Linked DNA regions of Sus scrofa: regions 1 and 2 are each linked to region 3. The links are chromatin contacts, called in public HiChIP or PLAC-seq maps. All regions are on one chromosome and are shown on one strand. Each heading gives the region's core, a stretch centred on a gene start, on an enhancer-like site or on the middle of the called end of the contact. The rest is flanking DNA. Distances are from core to core; before and after follow the strand shown. Region 1 overlaps TMEM87A (transmembrane protein 87A). Region 2 overlaps VPS39 (vam6/Vps39-like protein). Region 3 overlaps CAPN3 (calpain 3).

Region 1 (3,544 bases), core at 936-3,435, 150 kb before region 3:
CGAACCCACAAACCTCATGGTTCTTAGTCGGATTCGTTAACCACTGAGCCACGACAGGAACTCCTAGAACTACATCTTATATCAACTCTTTCAGAACTACACTGGGAACCTGCAACATTGTTTCAATTAAATTAACATTTTAATTTGCTCTTCTATATAGGAAGTTAATACTTACTTGACAATGCCATATCCCAGACTGACTATGATGACCAAGGTTCGAGCCAGTGAGCGTTTAACAGCCGAAAGCAGCTCTGCAAGGATCAGGGCACCTTGGACTTTAAGAAGAAAGGGAGAAAGAGTGCAGAATGTAATCTAGGTTTGGGAAAAGGCTAATTCTAGAACCAGAATGTAGATTCCAAAAACTCTTCAGAATAAGCATTGATAATAGACCTACTTAAAAACAATACCTCTTCTGCAATGTTTACAAGCACAAGCTGGTATTACTTAGGATTTTATTCACGTGGAGAGCAATCCAGGTGTGCTCAATTTACCTGCTTACTACTTCACTCAAACTTTAGCAGAACACTTCACCCAACTTGAAAATTTTATAGCATCTAAGGAATATTCCTCTCACTTAAAAAAATTGTGAAATGTAGTTATACACAGAAAAGCACAAAACACACAGAGTTTTCAATTCATTTTCACATCTACTATTTTCAAGCCATTTCAAAGAGAAGGGGAAAATCTAATTAGTATATCTTGCAACCATTCATTAATAGTAAGTGGTCTAATGAGAGAACTAAAGCTATCACAAAATATTTCTGTACAAAACACTTTCTATCATTACCTACTCACCTTACTACACCATAAATACCCTCCTACTTTTTTGGTGTTACTCTATTTTACCAAATAGATACAAATCCCCATACCACTCACATTTTAACATCTTTGAAATTAAGATGTGTCTTACAATCAATGTCATCTTACAATTAAATTTACAGTACTTTCTTTCTTGGATGGATATAATAATAGTATCCTAAAAATCAACAGCAATTGATATTCAATAATAATAGTCCCCAAATGGCCAATACTGTTATAAACTTTCGTGAATATATTTCAGTAAAATTACTTTTTTTTCAATAACTATTTTTAAAAAATTGACTTTTTGTTAATTTACAATGTTGTGTTGTTTCAAGTATACAACAAAGTAATTCAGTTACATACAAATATATATCTATGTCTATTCTTTATCAAATTCTTTTCCATCATAGGTTATTACAAGGCATTGAATGTAATTCCCTGTTTTATACAGAAGATCCTTGTTGTTTATCTATTTTATAGATAGCGGTGTGTATGTTAATCCCAAACTCCTAATTCATTTCCCCCCTCAGTAAAATTACTCTTAAATCATTGAAACCACAAGTCAAGAGGTTAAAAACAAAGTCACAATCATACTGATTCTGCTTAAATTATCCTAATAATTAAATAACTGAAAAGTAAAACTTAATGACTGCTGACCTTAGAAAAAGTCTCACCTGCTAATCACTCATGAATTGGCAAACATTTTTTGATTACATACCAGATTCTCCTTTGTATCGGATATTCTGAAATTCTGCATAGAAGACAGCTTTCTCAAGCATTCCCAAGAAGATGACAGCACCGATCCAAAACTGAATTCTCAGGAGATCTCTCCAGTAGCAAGCAGACCATGCCAGCCACAGTACACCAAACAGGACATATACAATACACATCACCATAAAAAACTGTCATCCCAGTGGGTAAAAGAAAAAAAGAAGGATTAGGGCCAAGAGCCAATTTAGGTCAACATGCAGTCTGAACATATTACAAATACACACACACACATTACACTTTCTATTTTAAAAATAAATTATTTCTTTGAAGTTCAATTTAGATAGAAAAACTATCCCCTCTCGGGCAGAGGGAGACTACCTAAGAACCTGTCATCAAGAGTGACTGCTCTACTATATTAAAAGAGTTTTTTAGCTCACGGTTTAAAATAATTTAAATTAAGACAACACTGAAGAGGAAAAAAGGCATGGCAGGGTTAGGATATATATGACAGCAATGAAAAACAACAGAGTGGGAAAACTGAAAAAGAAAAACAACTAATCACAAACAAAAGAAATCTGAAAATAGATTAAGGATATTCTTGGACACAGACACACTGAAAAGGAGGAAGGAAGTATCGTCATTTACTTATACTAAGTGGGATTAGAAACTACAGGGTTTTAAGAAGTACCCCATTTTTGGATTCTACAGAGGACGTGGGAGATGAAATGATCTTTGAGGTAGTTTCCAACTCGAAAATTTCACAAGTCATTGTCTTCCCCATTTTACAATGGGAAAACGAGGCACAGAGAGGTTCACTGACACTCCCAACATCACGTTCCAGGAAGAAGTTAAGCATAGAACCACATGCAATATTTTCTGAACTATATGCAGGAACAAGTCTTTAATACTGCCACAAAACATGGACAATCTTTAAGGTTAAACTCATTTAATAGTCAGGTTAAGGAAAAAAGTTCACTTACAATCATCAGAGGATAGTCTTCAAGTGTGAGGTATTCATAGGGACCTTTCACTTCAACAGTCACTGCCAAAACACAGTCCTCAGAATTAATGAAAGGATGCAAACATTAAACAAATACCATTGTCTAATATTAGCTCGATTAAATTAATGAAAACTCCATTGGGTGATTTGCTTCTAATCATTTCAATCCTGGTGAATATTACATTTGTAAAGCACTTCCATGAAGTACTTTACAAATGTTCTCATAGTTCACGTTGTGTCCTGCACAAGCCTCCCTATGCCACTGCTCCAGTCAGTATCTTAGGTGGAAAAGCTTTGTTCCTATACTCTCGTCCTTTAAAGACAAAGCTGAGTGTATTTCCTCCACAAAGTCTGCTGAGCCGCCCAAATGAACTATTCCCCATCTCTTCTCAATTCCAAACACTTCGTACATATTTTTCCTTATAGTAACATTACTAATGTGCTTTGATAAGTACAGGACTTCATTCCTTCATGCTGCTGCCTTTTTGTCTTTTCTTTCTTCTCACCTCTATTTTTCTATTGCTTTTTTTACCTACTTCAATTTTATGTCATTTTTCCTAACATAGGAAACATACCATTTTCAAAAGGTGATTAATAACAACAAAGTATTTAAGGAAACAGAACAAATGCCAGTAACATCAAGAATCTAGGAGCTCCCATCATGGCTCAGCAGAAACGAATCTGACTAGTATCCATGAGGACACAGGTTTGATCTCTGGCCTCAGTGGGTTAGGGATCCAGTGTTGCTGTGAGGTGTAGGTCGCAGACACGGCTCGGACCCCACATTGCTATGGCATAGGCCAGCAGCTATAGCTCCGATTTGACCCCTAGCCTGGGAATCTCCATATGCCCTGGATGCAGCTCTAAAAAGGGGTTAAAAAAAAAAAAAATCTGAAAGACAGATTTGTCTTACTGAAGTAAACCTATGACTATTTTAAATTGTAACTGATAAAACTATTTGGATGGATTTTAGATATGATTAATAAATAAACCCATTTATCTGAGAAGCGACAGCTAACTCCACAAACTATT
Region 2 (3,615 bases), core at 172-2,671, 200 kb before region 3:
GAAGGCAGCTGGATGGCATTCTCAGCGTAGCCATTTTCTTTTCTGTTTCTTTTGGCCACGCCCATGGTACATGGAAGTTCCAGGGCCAAGAATCGAACCCTTACTACAGACAGATCCTTAACCCGCTGAGCTACAGGGAAACTCCCAAAGAATATTTATGTGGCTAACTTGCTATAAATTTGTCTTCCTTGTTATTTATATTCTTTCTTTCTTTCTTTCTTTCCTTTTTTTTTTTGTCTTTTTTAGGCCTCATCCACAGCATATAGGGGTTCCCGGACTGGGGGTCAAATCAGAGCTGTAGACACTGGCCTAAACCACAGCCATGCCAGATCCAAGCCACGTCTGCAACCTACAATGCAGGTCACAGCAATGCCATATCCTTAACCCAATGAGCGAGACCAGGGATCGAACATGCGTCCTCATGGATACTAGTCAGATTCATTTCCGCTGAGCCACGAAAGGAACTCCATTATTTATTTTCTGATAAAAGAGTTTTTCAGGTTATATTTGAAATTTATACTCTAAATGAATACTGCAATAAAATTTAAAAGCCAAAGGGAACTCAGAAATGCGGAAACTGAGGCCTAAGTAATACCTTTATCAATTTGAATGCTGTTGTTATTATGTTGATATTTTTCATCTTACCAAAAAAAATAATTAAATAGCCCATGGTTTTGTATTAGATTCTTTTTTTAGGCTGGTCTCATTTTTAAAAGCTATTACAATTTTTTTACATGATAATTTGTATAAATATGTAAAATTTCTCTGTCCTTGTAAAATCTGGCCCACTTTTAATAAGGTCTAATTCAATAAAGAAGCAATCTGGAGTTCCCGTCGTTGTGCACTGGAAACAAATCTGACCAGGAACCATAAGGTTGCGGGTTTGACCCCTTGCCTCGCTCAGTGGGTTAAGGATCCGTCATTGCCGTGAGCTATGGTGTAGGCTGCAGACATGGCTCAGATCTGGCATGGCTATGGCTGTGGCTATGGCTGGCAGCTGTAGTTTCGATTTGACCCCTAGCCTGGGAACCTCCATATGCTGTGGGTGTGGTCCTATAAAGCCAAAAAAGAGAAGAAATCTACAATAAAAATCTTTTTGGTTGTCATATCTTATCATTTTTTCAGTCTCCCCAACTTTTTGACAACAGAGGTGGTCTGGATCTGTCTGCCTCTTCAACCTTGGCAGAGTGGCTGGTGTGCAGCAGGCATATAATGAATGGCTGACATTGATATGATTTGTATACTCAGCGAGCATTTACTAAGAGGCTGTGATATTTCAGGCACTACTCAAAGGGGACCAAGACATGAGCTCCTATGCAAGCAGAGGAGACAGACAACTCACTGGCCAGTGGGACAGGGAGGCTGCCCCAACAAAGAAAGCTGAAAGGGCGGTGGGAACACCAAGGGGGAAGTGACTAATTCTGCCTACGGGTCAGAGAAGACTTCAGAGAGGAAGTGCCACTGAAAGGCGCCTGGTCACAGGAGCATGACACTGGCTGGGCAGAGAAGAAAGGAAGAGGTAGTAGCTTGGAAAAAGGCACAGGGACAGGGAGGCCCTTCTAGAGCCTGGGAAAGTAGTGAGGAGGACAGCAGAGATATAAGCAGAGTTTAAAGTTACTCCATTCTAAGAAGGTTCATCTTCTTCCTGTCAGATGGTCCACTCTACCTAGAAAGAATGTCTTCGCCCCCAGTACTTTAAGGCACAAAAACGCTTTCGAGAAACACTGCCAAAGGTGCCGGGCACTGGCCAAGATTAAAACAAGAGTCAGAAATCCACTTCAGGAGTTCCCGTCGTGGCGCAGTGGTTAACAAATCCAACTAGGAACCATGAGGTTGTGGGTTTGGTCACTGCCCTTGCTCAATGGGTTAACGATCCGGCGTTGCCGTGAGCTGTGGTGTAGGTTGCAGGCGCGGCTCGGATCCTGCGTTGCTGTGGCTCTGGCGTAGGCTGGCAGCTACAGTTCCGATTCGACCCCTAGCCTGGGAACCTCCATATGCCGCGGGAGCGGCCCAAGAAATGGCAAAAAGACAAAAAAAAAAAAAAAGAAAGAAAGAAAAAAATCCACTTCCAGCGTATTTCACACACTTTCACCTCATCTCCCTCTTCTGAAGGGAAAACAAGGGTCCCTAGAATATCACAGAGCTTCTTGTGAAGCTCCTAAACATTCCCCCAATCCCCAAAATGTGTTAATATACATAATTTTGAGCCTTCTAAAATACTCCTTCTGGTCTATTCATCTCTAATCACCAGGAGAATAACCACCCTAGACCATGAGGCTTTTATCAAGACAATCTACCACTCAGGAATCTCCTGGCCACTCAGACCTTCTCCTGAGCCTCTAACAACTGGCCCCTCCTTATTCTTCCATAATCCAGACCATCTGTTTCAGCCAGCTCCATTGCTGGATGCCCTCTCACAAATCAGCATAGCTTCTGCCTTTCTGCTCATTGGTCAAACTATACTTTCTGCCTAGAATGAATGAAATTTTCCTTCAAGCCAGGTCCTAAACTCTCTGCCTGGTCTAGTCCAATCTTAGTGAAACTTCTTACTGACTAACTGAACAATGAATTTTCCCTTTCTAAACCATCAAATCTCAACTCAACACCTTAACCAGGCCCTTGTTTCATCTCTTTAGCCAAGATGTAATCCTTATGTCCTGAGCTAGAGGCCTTAAAGACAGCATGTCCTTATGTCCCCCAAAGCAGTAACTATTTCTTTTCTTTCTTTCTTTCTTTCTTTCTTTTGTTTTTTTTTTAGGCATATGGGTGTTCCTAGGCTAGGGGTCAAACAGGAGCTATAGCTGCTGGCCTTCGCCACAGCCACAGCAACACCAGATCTGAGCCATGTCTGTGACCTACATCACAGCTCACAGTAATGCCTGGATCCTTAACCCACTGAGTGAGGCCAGGGATCAAACCTGAATCCTTATGGATACTAGTTGGGTTTGTTACCACTGAGCCACTACTGGAACTCCAGTCACAAATGCTCACTCTTCCCAGTGAAAAAGAATTTCTGTGAGTATGGTCATATGCTTCCAGGCAATACCATCACAGAGAGCTGGGAGCCTGAGGCAGGTGTCAGAGCAGAAACACATAATGTGTAGGAGAGACACACCTGAATACACCCTGAGCGCTAAGCTAAAAAAACAAGAGCAGCAATTACCACCACGTCAAAGACCTTTGGATGTTGAGTTATACACATTAAAGGACTAAATAAAGAACTTCCAATACTTTCCAAATGTAGTCCATTTGGCAGAGGACACAATAAAACAATTAAAAAGAAGGTCAAAGAAAAGGAACTGAGAGGTAAAAATAGCATTAGACATTCACTTCCTGAGATGTACAATTCTATTACATGATTTCTCCTCTAGGGCAAAACCCAACTTCCTACAAAAACCAGAATATCCTTTTTTTTTGTTTGTGTGTTTTAGGGCCACATCTGTGGTATACAGAAGTTCCCAGGCTAGGGGTCGAATTGGAGCTGCAGCTGCCAGCCTACACTACAGCCACAGCAATGCCAGATCTGAGCTGAATCTGCAACCTATGCCGCAGCTTGCAGCAATGTTGCATCCTTCACCCATTGAGCACGGCTAGGGATCAAACCCACACCCTCAT
Region 3 (3,249 bases), core at 261-2,760:
CCAGCCTCGATCACTCAGAGGGACTCCCTTTCCCCACTGTGTCCCTCCTGCCGGTCTTAGGACTCGCCATTCCCCTCAGCATTCCCTGCTTCCAAGCACTTCCTCAATCCCTTCCCTCTCCAGGGACAACCCATTTAGTTTCACTCTCCTCCACGTGCCTGAAACACAAATGTGCTTTATTTATGTCCTCCTCCTTCGGGAGAAAGAATGTATAAAGCTGCCCAACCTTTAAAAACACAAAACAGGAGAGTTTTGTGGGGTGGCAGGGTGGAAGGAGAAGTTGACATGTTTGGGCTTTCTCTCCGTTACTCAGACAGTCACTTTGTAGATGACGAGGACTGTTCTAAAAGTTTTTCATGAGTGATTTTATTTCTTGCTCATCACAGCCCTGTGCATAGGTGATATAATCATTCCCCTTTTGCAGCTAAGACAGAAGCAGAGCAAAGGTGAAGCGACTTGCCCAAAGTTACAACTAATATTATTACATTGAAACCCCAGTTTATCTACTTCTAGAGCCCAGAGTATAACTTTTAAAGTGTTTACGAATGGTTAAAGAATCAGCTCGGAGTTCCCGTCGTGGCTCAGCAGAATCAAAACCGACTAGGAACCATGAGGTTTCAGGTTCGATCCCTGGCCTCCTTCAGTGGATTAAGAATCTGGCATTGCCATGGGCTGTGGTGTAGGTTGCAGACACGGCTCAGATCTGATGTTGCTGTGGCTGTGGTGTAGGCTGGCAATTGTAGCTCCGATTGGATCCCTAGCCTGGAAACTTTCATATGCCACGGGTACGGCCCTAAAAAGAAAAAAAAAAAAAAAAAGTATCAGCTAGAAGAGTCCCCGCTATAGCACAACAGGATCAGTGGTGCCTTGAGAATACTGGAATACAGGTTTGATCCCTGGGCTGGCACAGTGGGTTAAGGATCCAACATTGCCATAGCTGCAGTGTTGGTTGCAACTGTGGCTTGGATCTGCTCCCTGGCCCAGGAACACTGTATGCCATTGGGTGGCAAAAAAAGGAAAAAAAAAAAAAAAAAGAACCAGCTAGAGAAGAGTCAAGCCCTTATAAACCATTTAAGGAGCTTGATCTTAAACCTGAGGGTGGTAGGAATCAATGACTGGATCTTACACTGAGGGTATCAGATCAGATTTGCATTTTAATGGGTCACACTAGCTGAGATGAGTTATTCTCTAACCTTCTTCCTGTTTCTCTGATACCTCCTGCCCTAACCTATACCAGGCCTTCCCTTTCTTCTTCCTTCTATAACGCCTCCATTGTCCCTCTAGTTGGAAGGACTGGAGCTTTGTGGACAAAGATGAGAAGGCCCGTCTGCAGCACCAGGTCACTGAGGATGGAGAGTTCTGGTGAGTCCAAGACCCAGGAAGACCCTGAGGGGTAGGCGATTGGGTAGGGGCTGAAACCCTAAACCTCAAACCCCAGAGGCCATCAGGTTGCAGCCCTTGGGACATCTGGGCTCTGTTCATCTCCAGCCAGTGGCCCCGGAAGATTGAGGTTTTGGGAGGAGCCCGAGAGTCATGGTGATGACTGTGCCCAGGACCAGGCCAGCACGATGTGGCCCCACCCTCTGCCATGCACACTGCTTCAGCCACTTGCTCCCGGCCTTCATGGTGCCACTTTCTAAGCCCAGGAAGCTCTACTTACTGTGCTCATCCAGTGCCACCCTTACCCTCACTCAGATCATTTCTGCTTAGCCTTCGAGTCAGATTCAACTTTTCTTCAGGATCCCCTTGTCTTCCCTAGGACTGAGATGAATTTCTTTGTGATACTCATCACGTTTAAAATTGCTTGCTTAATTGTCTGTCCTTTCCCATCTGTGTCTCTTTTCCCTGTGCCTGGCACAATGCCTAGGACCCAGTGGAGGAGCACACAAGAAACATTTCAGAGAACTAAACTGCTGCCAAGCAATCCCATCAAGGACACACGAGTTTGAGTCTTTATTTCAAGAGATACATCAGAAATGACCCTAAAAAGGAAGGACAGGGCTCTCTCTAGGTCCATGACCAAGTTTCTCTGGATTATTTCATTGTGCTGTGTTAGCCTTGGAGTCTTACCTTTCCCAGCTTCCCATATGGGTCTCTCTTTCCTTCCAACTTCTCAGGATGTCTTATGATGATTTCATCTACCATTTCACAAAGCTGGAGATCTGCAACCTCACAGCTGATGCCCTGGAGTCCGACAAGCTTCAGACTTGGACAGTGTCTGTGAACGAGGGCCGCTGGGTGAGGGGCTGCTCTGCCGGAGGCTGTCGCAACTTCCCAGGTGGGAGATGCTCTGAATGAGGGAAGGGTCCAAGCAGAACAAGTTCCAGGCAGAATAATATTAACCAGCATTTGCCGAGTCTCTACTAAGTCCCAGACAGACATTACCTTATGAAATAAGCCATCCCTATTTGACTGAGAAGGAAACCTTAGGAGAAGTTTTATATGAAGGGGCTGGTAACAACTTTTAGGCAGGTTATTGTGTCAGAACAGGACCGTGTTCATGATGCTGAGATGGGACTGGAGGACTACTAGCATCTATGGCAAGAGTTCAAGCCAGGGAGGATGAAAGCCTAGGCCAAGTTGGGAGCAGCAGAGATGGGAGGATGGGACAGGTTAAGGGGAGAGGATGTTGGGTGATGTGGAGAAGGAAGAAGGTAGAATGACACTGGGTTTCCCAGTTTGAGAACCTGAGTGGATGCTGCCTATGATGCAACATGAGACACCTAAGAAAGAAAAATCAGTGTGTTGTATGTTTTTGGCGGGGTTGGCTATGTCTTTGCAGGGAGGGAGCATGGGATATGGGAAATGGGATTTCTGAAGCCCCTGCAGAATATCCAAGGGAAGATGTGTGATAGTGGACTGGCTGCATAGATAAGAATGGTACTTGGCTCTATGACAGTGATTCAATACATATTTGTGGAGGGAAAGAAGAAAGGGTGAAAAGAAGAGAGGAGGGAGAGAGGAAGGAAGGAATGGAGGGAGGGAGAGAGGGGAGAAAAAAAGAAAGGACAAAGGGAGAGACAGATTGAGGCTGGGATCTACAGCTCAGGCATCATCAGAGTGTCGGGAAAAGTTAGAAAGTGGACAGGGTGAGAGAAGAGGCCCAGGAACAAACCCCAGGGACCAACAACGCTGAAGGGGCAGGTGAGGGAAGTGTAGCCATCTGCAAAGAATGAGAATGAAAGTGCAGAAGAGGAAGCCACACAGCCCATCAGCACAGCTCCATCTGTATAAAGCTATAAAGGCTAC

The links. HiChIP or PLAC-seq counts read pairs in DNA pulled down with a chosen protein or histone mark.
Region 1: a contact with region 3 is called in an H3K27ac HiChIP or PLAC-seq map of alveolar macrophages. The contact joins two enhancer-like sites. A contact is called at or near these places in 6 of 47 Hi-C or Micro-C datasets (adipocytes, brain, embryonic fibroblasts and 2 more) and 1 of 2 datasets of contacts at active chromatin or transcription factors (alveolar macrophages).
Region 2: a contact with region 3 is called in an H3K27ac HiChIP or PLAC-seq map of alveolar macrophages. The contact joins two enhancer-like sites. A contact is called at or near these places in 1 of 47 Hi-C or Micro-C datasets (epiblast stem cells) and 1 of 2 datasets of contacts at active chromatin or transcription factors (alveolar macrophages).

Annotation. Positions count from the first base shown.
Region 1 is chr1:129,118,227-129,121,770 of Sscrofa11.1, reverse strand. It overlaps TMEM87A (transmembrane protein 87A), which reads right to left. Exons shown (of 20, transcript XM_005659710.3): 8 at 2,493-2,554; 9 at 1,520-1,703; 10 at 176-275. Among named protein-coding and RNA genes, the nearest start is that of TMEM87A, 22 kb to the right of the region's middle. Within about 2 kb of position 2,185, at least 1 of the 83 cell types and tissues checked has an H3K27ac peak or open chromatin away from gene starts, as enhancers often do. A contact at or near this core is called in alveolar macrophages, where this site is marked.
Region 2 is chr1:129,168,032-129,171,646 of Sscrofa11.1, reverse strand. The region is part of intron 7 of VPS39 (vam6/Vps39-like protein); the gene reads right to left. Among named protein-coding and RNA genes, the nearest start is that of VPS39, 26 kb to the right of the region's middle. Within about 2 kb of position 1,421, at least 7 of the 83 cell types and tissues checked have an H3K27ac peak or open chromatin away from gene starts, as enhancers often do. A contact at or near this core is called in alveolar macrophages, where this site is marked.
Region 3 is chr1:128,970,877-128,974,125 of Sscrofa11.1, reverse strand. CAPN3 (calpain 3) reads left to right here. Exons shown (of 24, transcript NM_214171.2): 9 at 1,285-1,362; 10 at 2,118-2,278. Among named protein-coding and RNA genes, the nearest start is that of CAPN3, 41 kb to the left of the region's middle. Within about 2 kb of position 1,510, at least 2 of the 83 cell types and tissues checked have an H3K27ac peak or open chromatin away from gene starts, as enhancers often do. A contact at or near this core is called in alveolar macrophages, where this site is marked.